2 separate regions of the Astyanax mexicanus genome follow, and region 1 is linked to region 2. The links are chromatin contacts, called in public Hi-C maps. All regions are on one chromosome and are shown on one strand. The core of a region is the stretch at or near the end of the contact, and the rest is flanking DNA. Distances in the headings are between cores, read along the strand shown.

Region 1 (5,104 bases), core at 1,697-4,196, 34 kb before region 2:
TTTGTGAAAAATGCACTAGAAGCACAAGTCTGTCTTTTGTAATGGGCAAGGATGCAGAAATGAGTCTGTACATGCAGCTGACCTTTTCGATAGCAGCTTTCCCTATGTATTATAAATCTTTTTATGAGACACAAGTACTGAAATGGATAGTTTTATTTTTCTGAGCTGAGGCTTTTTTCTTGTTGGTAATCCAGGGCTCCCAGTCAGGATGTGAGACCTCAAACTGATTGTCAATCTTCTGGAACGGTGCCTTGTGTTCTCCCAGGGTTTCACTCATAGAATATTCTGTTTTATCTCTATGTATTTAATCAGTTATAATGTAAATTGATTTTTTTTTGTTTTGCTTATAGGTTTTGAAATATTGAATAAACAAGAACTTTGGAGGATTGCAGAGTGTGTTTTTACTTCAAATACACATATTACTTAAACTCCACTACATATTTCAAAGTGAAATGTTCTACTCTTTTAAAGTGAATTACACACACACACACACACACACACACACACATACATAAAACAAATTACTTTTGGTACTTTTGCTGTCTGCATAAAAAATGTAATGTATCAAAACGTTTTTTTTACCTGTTGGACAGATCAAATTGTAAAAATTGTAAATAAGTTGCAAATAAATCTTCAAACAAAACTTTAATTTTGCTAAAATACTATGTACAGTCATTTGAAAATGATTTGCCTCAAGTGTTTAAAGTTTATGGACATTTAAATACATATTAGTGTCTTAATTAATTACAGTCTATAGAGTTTTTCTTCTAAAATGAACTTAAGTTCCTTAGGACTTATCATGTGTCATACCATATATTACTTCATATATTAACATATGTTTCTTTTGCTTTCAGTATTTAGCTAGTACATCTGAGGTAAATATTTTTTACTGGATTATTCTACTCTATTTCTACTTCAACTCAAACACGTGGTTTAGGTACTTCGTCCACAGCTGATTTTAAATTACACCACAGAGTGGCGCTAAAGACCATTTTAAAAAACACACTAAAAACCATCACCCCTTCTTTGTATTTCGCATTAGTTTGTTGGATGTTTTTCGAGATGTTAGTCATATACATGTATATTTACACCAGGTAGTGTCTTTAATATGCTGATTTTTTTTTTGTTATTGTAAAACCACAGACCTCACTAATAATTAGCACTTTTGTATCTTCTTGTTTTTGTATATTTAGAGAAATGACGGTTTAGATTAGTATATTTATGTAACCCAACTATACAGTAATGATCAAAGACTCACCTAAACGAATCCATGTATGTCCTGATACGTTCTGCGAATATCAAATATATAATGAAACTGTCAATTTAATCACATGTATCCAGAAACTGCGCTATTTATTATAAAACATACAAGAAAGCCCTGGCAAGATGATGATTGTAGATTTATAATGTGTAATATTGACCCTGAGGCTTTGATCATCAAAAAAATAATAAAACAATAATAATAAAAAAAATCCATTGTTAATTTGATTATTATTTTTATTAGACAATACATACAAACTATGATAAAAAGCTATTGAAACATTTTCTAATGAGAGTGTTAATCTAGATAATAAATTTGACATAATTGTCTAAATATGTACATATATTGTAAAAATATATAATACATTTCTAAATACATAAAAACTTTTTTTAACCCTCTATGGCATGAATACATTTTTGGGGAGAAAATAAATTACTTGATATTTGATTTTGTTCTTTTTTTTAACATGCTAATTGTTTGAATCACCCCTGTTTCATCACGATGGCCCAATTAAAAGTGATTTACATAATGTTGCCCAAATGCAACAAATGAAATAAAACGTGTTCAGTAAACTTACGACAAGAATATAAAAATATAAAGAGCCAAATATAATTCTTTACAGATTCTTGCACTCCTTTATGTATTGTATATAGATATGCCTTGTGTCATTATATTAAAAATAAGTAAATACATAAAGAATAAGGTATGTTATGGATTTTTTTTTTATAATTAGCCAAACAATACAGAACAATACACAATGATACAAACTCCTGTAAATGTTATCATAACCACAAATTATAAGCTAGGGGATGCTTACACAAACATACAACAAAAGAACAGAGGAGCAAAGTTATACAATTTGAATCTTAAAACAAGAATATTTTGGAAATCTGGTGTAAGATGATGCTAGCAGTTTTTCAGTTTTTTTTAAATCTACTTAATGAACAATAATATGATTTAAATTAATTTAAGAAAGCAGAGAAAAGCAGTTCCACATTCACTCTTACTGCAGTGAATGTGGTATTTTGCTAAAAGTAAATTTATATTTATGGCATCAGAAAAAGCTAAACTTAGGTTTCCCATATAAAATAAAATATCATCTACATCAAAAGAAAGAATGTTAAGTTTAAAATTAATCCAAATTAATCCAAAAAAGCTGTGAAGATTGACATTAAAAACAACAATCCCTAAAATATCTTATAGAATGATGTAATAACTAAAAGATGGTTTGTTGCCTGAGGGCAACATCGTGTAATTATAGGGTTAAAACTCTGTCACTATATCATATATCTTCATACACGGTTACGCCATTAAATATTACTAAATATATATAAAAAAATCTTAATTTAAAGTTTTAACCTGTTTTTTCGACCTAAAATTTTCTTCACGTTTTTTCTTCTCCCACCTCTCCTCTCCTCAGCAGGTGGATGTGACGTCACGATCTGAGCAAGTTTTTTTTATTATTATTATTTAGTTGTATTTTTGTATTTATGTTACGTCTCTCCTAATTCCATTTAGCTGTACTCTCTCTTAAATGGGTAAAATATTTTTTGAGTGTTGTGTTTAATGTGTTTAATGTAACATTAGCGTTAATCCACGCCGTTCTCAGAGCAGCGCCATATAGTCCCCGGGGCGGATGAATACATTTGTTTACATTGTGCTGCGGTTCTTGGACGTGAACGCGGTGTGGGCGCTCAGACCAGAGCAGCGCCAGCGGCGAGGCAGCTCCGCGAGCCGCTGTTGCTTCTGCGATAAAAAAAAATATAATAATAATAATTAGAGTTAAAAAGAGTGTTTTAGTTTTTCTTTAAATTTGTTTTCAGCTCCGCCTGCGCTGAATACGGTCCGCTCGGGTGAGTTGAGGAGGTTTTGCGGGGCTCTGTGAGCGCGCGGCTCTTCAGACTAACGGGGCTAGCGGAGGCTAGCTCACTGGCTAATGGTGAAATAGAGCAGTTTTGAGCTAAGCTAGGCGGCGGGCTAACTGCTAACTAACTGTTTTAGCTGTATAATCTGTATCCATGGAGCTCAGCCTGTGTGTTTAGAGTGAGTTGGGAGTCTGGTTTAGTTATGTAAAGACTGTACGGTGTTTTCTGTGGGGCTGGTGAGGGTGGAAGCTGTGAGGGAGAAGGAGCAGGTTCTCCTCCACACGCAGCTCGGTGAGGTGAGTTTCTGCTAAAGCCCATGTGCGCCTGCCTGCTGCTGCTGCCTTTAGAGAAGTTAGTTAGTTAGTCAGCGAAGAGAGAGAGAAGTTGGAGCCTGGAGTTCAGGATAACAGGCTGAGCTTCTGTTCTCACTCCTCCTGTGCTCCACAGCTCTTTAGATATCTGTACACTGTATAATATCTATTGTTGGTAGCTAAGTTTCTATAATACCAGACTCAGTTCATCAGTATTGTTAACCTAGCTAACCTGTTCTAATCCGTTTGTCTCGTTGAATTATTCAGCCTCAGTGTTTATATGGATATGAGAATTGTAGAAACTCTTATATAAGCTACTATATCAGCTATTGAATATTGACTAGTAGTATTATAAGCTCTACAGATCTATAAAGCCATTCTGACTAGACATATTGCCAGGGTGACATCCTTTATTCAGTTTTGACTGGTCATATGTTAACGTCGGTGGTCTAACTGCATAATTTTGGCCCGAGACAACTCTGATTTTGCTATTTATAGGTTTATGTTTGAGTAAAATTATTTATTTGCAGTTTTTTTATTTGTTTGAGTAAAATGATTTAATGAGTAAAAACCATTTATTTGCAAAAAATGGAAAAATGCTGCAATAACAAAAAATATGCAGAGCTTTCAGACCTCAAATAATGTAATGAGTGTAAAATCAGCTCTGAAAAAAATTAAGAGACCACTTCAGTTCCTGATTTTATTTATAGGTCTATGTTTGAGTAAAATGAACATTGTTTTTTTATTCTATAAACTCCGAACAACAATTCTTCCAAATTCCAAATAAATATATTGCCATTTAGATAATTTATTTGCAGAAAATGAGAAACAGTTGAAATAACAACAAAAAGATGCAGAGCTTTCAGACCTCAAATAATGCAGAAAACAAGTTAATATTCATAGAGTTTTAGGAGTTCAGGAATCAGTATTTGCTGGAATAACCCTGGTTTATAATCCCAGTTTTCATGTATCTTGGCATGTTCTCCTCCACCAGTCTTACACACTGCTTTTGGATAACTTTACGCTACTCCTGGTGCAAAAAAATAAGCAGTTCAGCTTGATTTGTTGTCATTTATTATCCATCTTCTTCTTGTTTATATTCCAGAGTTTTTTTAGTTTGGTACACTCAAAGAATCAGTTCTATCAGCTGCGTTACTCTCACTACCGAGAAGTCCAGGCCCACATATCTTTAAATGGCCAGACCATCTGGCTAGAACAAATGCTAGTATAAGATATTAGAATACATAAATGTGGCAATTTGCATTTTAAATATGTGCCATTTTAGAGCTTTATAACATAATTAGAAATATGAGTTTTGGCTTGTAGTAATAATTTTATTAAAAATATATTTGAACTAGTTTAAGTTATAGTGCAGATCTCTGAAATTGCCATTGGCAGTTTGTCATGCAAAATGTATAGAAAAAGTCTAATCAGAAAAATAGTAAAAATGTTATCAGAAATGTTCATGAAATGTTATCAGTGTTGAATGAACAACAATATAGATCAAAACACATACATAACACTTAACACACATAACACTTAAGATTTGCCATTTATCATTTATTGTGTGTAGATAAGAGAGATGCAAAATTCTAGTAATGGTAAAATATGACTACTCAAAATTGTTGTCTTACATTACTTGTGAATATTTCTTTCTTGATTGGTTA
Region 2 (4,773 bases), core at 1,664-4,163:
CCCACAACAACATCTAAGGAACTTCGCTTGCCTCAGTTAAGGTCAGCGTTCATGACTCCACCATAAGAAAGTGACTGGGCAAAAATGGCCTGCGTGGCAGAGTGCCAAGACGAACTGCTGAGCTAGCAGAAATAATAAGAAATCATAAAGGTGTATCTGTGTTAATCCATCTAATCATCCACTAGATATCGAGCTATTTGACTAGTTAGTAATTTTCATGCTCTATTAGTATATCTATGCATCATTGTCTTGTCGTTCAGTGTCGTATCTTGTCGTGTCTTCCTCTGTACATCTGTCCATCTAGCAGTGTTTTATATATTTAGCTTGTGTTTCCTGAGCACTGGAGGGTAACAGACTGAAGCAAACATAAGTAGTATGCAGAAGTTTCCTACTTGCCTGTTTTTGTTCTGCTTTTCTTTTATTCTTTGTACTTTCTTCTTTCTGCTTACCTTTTTGCTTTATTCTTCTTTTCTTTTTTTCCTTTCTCCTGCCTTTCTTTGTTATATCATTCCAATATTTGCCCTTCCTTTCTCTCCCTCCTCCAAAATCTCTTTCCCTCTCTCTCTCCCTCCCTCCCCTGTGGTGGTGTAGCAGTGGGGCCCCTCAGGGTTGAGCTCAGCTCTCTGTGATAAACAGTGTACCCATGGTGATCCTGGCCGTCCCTCCCAAAACAAACAACAGGAGGATGTTTATCTGTGCCCCCTCCACTGACCCTGACCCCTGCTCCCACTCTCCGGCTCCGCCCTGCCTATTGCCACAACACTGTCTTTGTTCTGCAGCTCAGCTCTCAGCCAGGCTATTAAAAACATGCTCTGAACTACCGCAGATCATCCTGTGCTCCGCAAAAGCTCTGTCTGTGTACAGAAGATTTTTTTTTTCTTTGGCCGTAACTCTTTGTTGTTCCCTCCTGGAACTTTATACAGTCGAAATAGTTTGATAAGAGGCACAGCAGAGAGTGTTCCTTCTGAAGGAACTTCATAAACAGGACTGTAAATTGTGATTGTGTTTGAAATGCTTGTACTAAACTCTGTTTGTCCTCTTTGCAGCTTAAGTAGTTGTAAATAATATGAATAGTGTGCTGCAGTGTTTGTAGTTTGGCTTTGTTCCAGTTTTGAAACGTGTTTTTATTGGAGGTGTTTTCTTTTAAAACATCATTTATGAATTATTTAAAGGTTCGTTACAGGCTTTGATTTTCTGAAAGTGTCGGTGATATGAATTGTATCTAAATGAAGAGATTTGTAGATTTGTTCTTAGCACCTGAAACAAGACCTGCTTTGATATTTAGTTCTGACCGGACATTTGAATTTATACCCCTGCCATATATTTCATAGACACATGGATTTAAACAGGTTGACTAAGCTGCCCCCTACTGCTGAATGTCAAACATAACACTTCAGAAAACACTTATAGTTCATTGCAATCTTTTGTAACTCATCCTGTTGGATCACTGAAAGAGTTTTGCTTATTTTTGTATTATTTACTAAAAGTTATCTTCTTTATTACAGGCATTTAAACAATGAACATGCGCTGGATGACAAAAGCACAGCTCAGTGCAGAGTTCAAATGCAAGTTGTTCAACAACTTGAACTGCAGGTAAGCAGTGCCTGTGTTTTATTTCAAATTATTTCTTAATCTCAAGATTAGTTTGTGTGGTATTTTTTCTTTTATTGGTTTAATTCTCAAATGTGATCATCAAATGTTTTTTACACAGATTAGAGCTTCAAAGATTATTGATTCGGCATGGTCATTGCAATGTCACACAATGCAAATTATACCACTGCACATTTTCTATGACATTTCTAGCAGATGTAGATTATGTATGCCATATATTAATTATTTTACTTCTATCTTTGATTCACAGAGGGCGTGATTAATATAAATCACAATATACAAAACAACAAAATATAGTAATTTTAGGTTTTTTTTTTCCTCTAGTATTATGCAGCCCTAATTCACACCCATAAATGAAGTAGTCCAAGACACTACAGCACTAAAGCTAGAAGCAACAACTAGTCTATGAGCATAATTAGGCTTAATTAGTTGAACATTTTCTGCAGTAATGATTAATATACACTCATTACATAGTATTTAATGAATCACTGGCATGGTGTGTTGTTTTTTGGGGGGCATAAAAGCTGGTCAAGTTGCTCAATTGGCTCAGTGTTCAAAATCTCTAATATGATGCTTGCAAATAATATATCAGACTAGACTGAAGATCTTACAGAGGTGTTTAATATCTCTTGTATGGATCTCTTGAGTGAGTTGAGGGTCAAACCTCATGCCAAGATGGGCTGGTGATGTAGCAGACTGGAATCTTATGGCCTTGTTTTGAGTGCCAATCATGATCGCCTCTGTTTTGGCACTATTCAACTGGAGGAAGTTGTGCTCCATCCACATCTGTATCCATATATTCTAGACAAGTGTCAATTTGTGATAGAGAGGTTTGGTAATGACAATTAAGAGGCTGCAGAGGAGTATGTGTTAGTTTTAAGATAAAGTAAAAAGGGTGAGACCAAGGACTGATCCCTGGGGGACTCCATAGATCACTATGTGTGTGTGTGGGGGGATCTTGCTCTTTCAAACGTTAAAATACACTAATATTAGTAAAATACTTTAGATTAAAAAAAGGGGGACAGTACATGAATGCAGACACACACAGTGGAAAATTTTTTTACTAAAGAAATATGGAATCTTCAAATCTAAACGTGCAAGATTATATCAGTTCTGAGGTTCTGAACGTTGGTTTCTATTTATTTTCGATTATTTGCCCAGCCCTAGCTACAGCCGCTTGGGAAGGAATGTGAACTGATGAAATATCTTTGTGCTCTCTTTGTTTGTGTTTGCAAAACAGCTAGCTAAAGACAAAGAACGCCTCCAGGCCATGATGGCCCACCTCCATGTCAAATCTACTGAGCCTAAACCAACCCCACAGCCGGTAAGCCCAGCAGTTAAAACTCACTTTCCAGGTTTTCCAGTTTTGGCCCAGAACTTTAAGTGTGTGTAATCTCATTTTTTGGGGGGGGATGTAGTCATGTTTGTGTGTCCTGTATACTGACAGTGGAAATCCCCCATTGCTGCACAGATGTATAGTTTGTTTGCAGAGTAAATACTGCATTGTTCCTTTTTCATTTAGACTACATTTACTGTGATGTCCAGATAGATTTAGAAAGTGGCACTGGTTAATGGAACAGTGAGGGAGAGTTTTATGGAACATTCTGGTCCTATGAAATTGGCAGGATTTGTGCATTTACATAAAGCTTCACAATTGGACGGCATGACAGCCACGGCTCAAGGGTAAACAGTCCCAGATGCTGGTTGGCGGTGGGCAGCGTCTGTCTGTGCAAGATTAGTCCACTGTTTAAATCCTGTGTGGCATCTAAATTTATTTACCATGTACTATCCACTGAAATGGTTTATAGACTGCAGTGCTTGCATTGGCAAAAGGTGCTTGTCCGACCTGCAGGCGAGATCAGTCAGTTTTTCTGTCTGTATTTAGTCGTTGGCTTCGCTGTCTTGCCGCAGTTTATATGAAATGTTCTTTTTCTTTTCTTTATTTCTTTTTTACATCTCTCTCATAATCACAATGATTTGCCCATTCAGTTAACATTATGTCATAGTTCTGTGCACAACCTGTAATATATAAATATGTGTGTGTCCTAAAAGGTGAACCTGGTTTCCAACCTCACTCTTGCCAAGGCAACTGTTCCCAAGACCATTCCCTCTATGAGCCTTTCCCAAAGTGCCACAGCCCCGTCCACACCCCTCACACCGCTGCCTCAGACTCCCACAGTCATCATCCCCACCAGTCTGCATGGCGTGGGGCCCATTCGCAAGCGCTACTCTGACAAGTACAACATGGCCATGGACCAAGGTTAGAAAAAGAACTCTCATGCAGCCGTAAGGCTGCAACACACTGAACTTGATTCGAGTAAACAGCACAAATATGCTAAATATTCAGGCACATTTTTTTCACATCAAAACTGTTCAAGTCAAGGGCAGTAGATGGGAAAGAGTTTTTTTTAAGTATTTAAATGCATCTGAAATTCAAAGTTACTTCACCTCATTCTGTGCTTTTATACTCTTTCTTAAAAAAGACTAAGTCAAACTTAGGTTTGAGTTTTTGGAACTTTTGGAGCCCCACACATGAATGCAATGCTCCTTCTGGTGTTTGTTTAAACCTTCCGGTTGCTGGGATACAGCCAGTGCATTATGTTGGTTCTCAGAAATCCAATACTAGAGAGACATTGGACGAGAATCTGTGGCGTTGTGAAATATCACACAGAATCAAATGGGGTGAATGAAATGTCACTCTTTGTTTACTGACTGAAGAAATAAAAACATGCAGCTGATGGCAATAATCAATTGGCAATGTAGTTGATAACATTGTATATGTGCACCAAATGTCCAAATGTTTGTGGACATCCCTTCTAATGAATGTATTCAGCTACTTAGAAGTCATGCGTCTTGCTTCTGCATATGTGCAAATGCGCACACAGCTTGTCTAATTTCTGTAAAAAAAAAAAAAGTCACTACCAGTAGAATTAATAGGATAAAAAGCTCCAGAGCAGATTAACATGACTTTATTAGCACTACCATGCTCAGTGCCAAGCATGGGCTAGATGGGTATATAAGTCCATTACTTCTGGATGATCACCACTTAATCTCGTCCTTATAATTTTGACACTTGTTTAAAGGATCTTAAAAAAACAAGTATTGAAGACAGTTAGCTTTAGAATTTACTTGTGCTTAGTAATGTAATGTTATTAGTGTTTC

Evidence for each region. A called contact is a pair of places that touch in the nucleus more often than the background predicts.
Region 1: a Hi-C map of muscle shows a contact between it and region 2, with 15 times the contacts expected there. The contact joins the promoter of foxp1a here to the enhancer-like site in region 2. A contact is called at or near these places in 3 of 3 Hi-C or Micro-C datasets (blood and muscle).

The regions. Positions count from the first base shown.
Region 1 is chr13:27,762,652-27,767,755 of AstMex3_surface, reverse strand. It overlaps foxp1a (forkhead box P1a), which reads left to right and starts at 2,946. Exons shown (of 16, transcript XM_007256346.4): 1 at 2,946-3,114. It overlaps eif4e3 (eukaryotic translation initiation factor 4E family member 3), which reads left to right. Exons shown (of 7, transcript XM_007256349.3): 7 at 1-386.
Region 2 is chr13:27,729,156-27,733,928 of AstMex3_surface, reverse strand. It overlaps foxp1a (forkhead box P1a), which reads left to right. Exons shown (of 16, transcript XM_007256346.4): 8 at 1,506-1,593; 9 at 2,852-2,935; 10 at 3,664-3,871. Among protein-coding and RNA genes, the nearest start is that of foxp1a, 33 kb to the left of the region's middle. Within about 2 kb of position 2,913, the one cell type or tissue checked has an H3K27ac peak away from gene starts, as active enhancers do.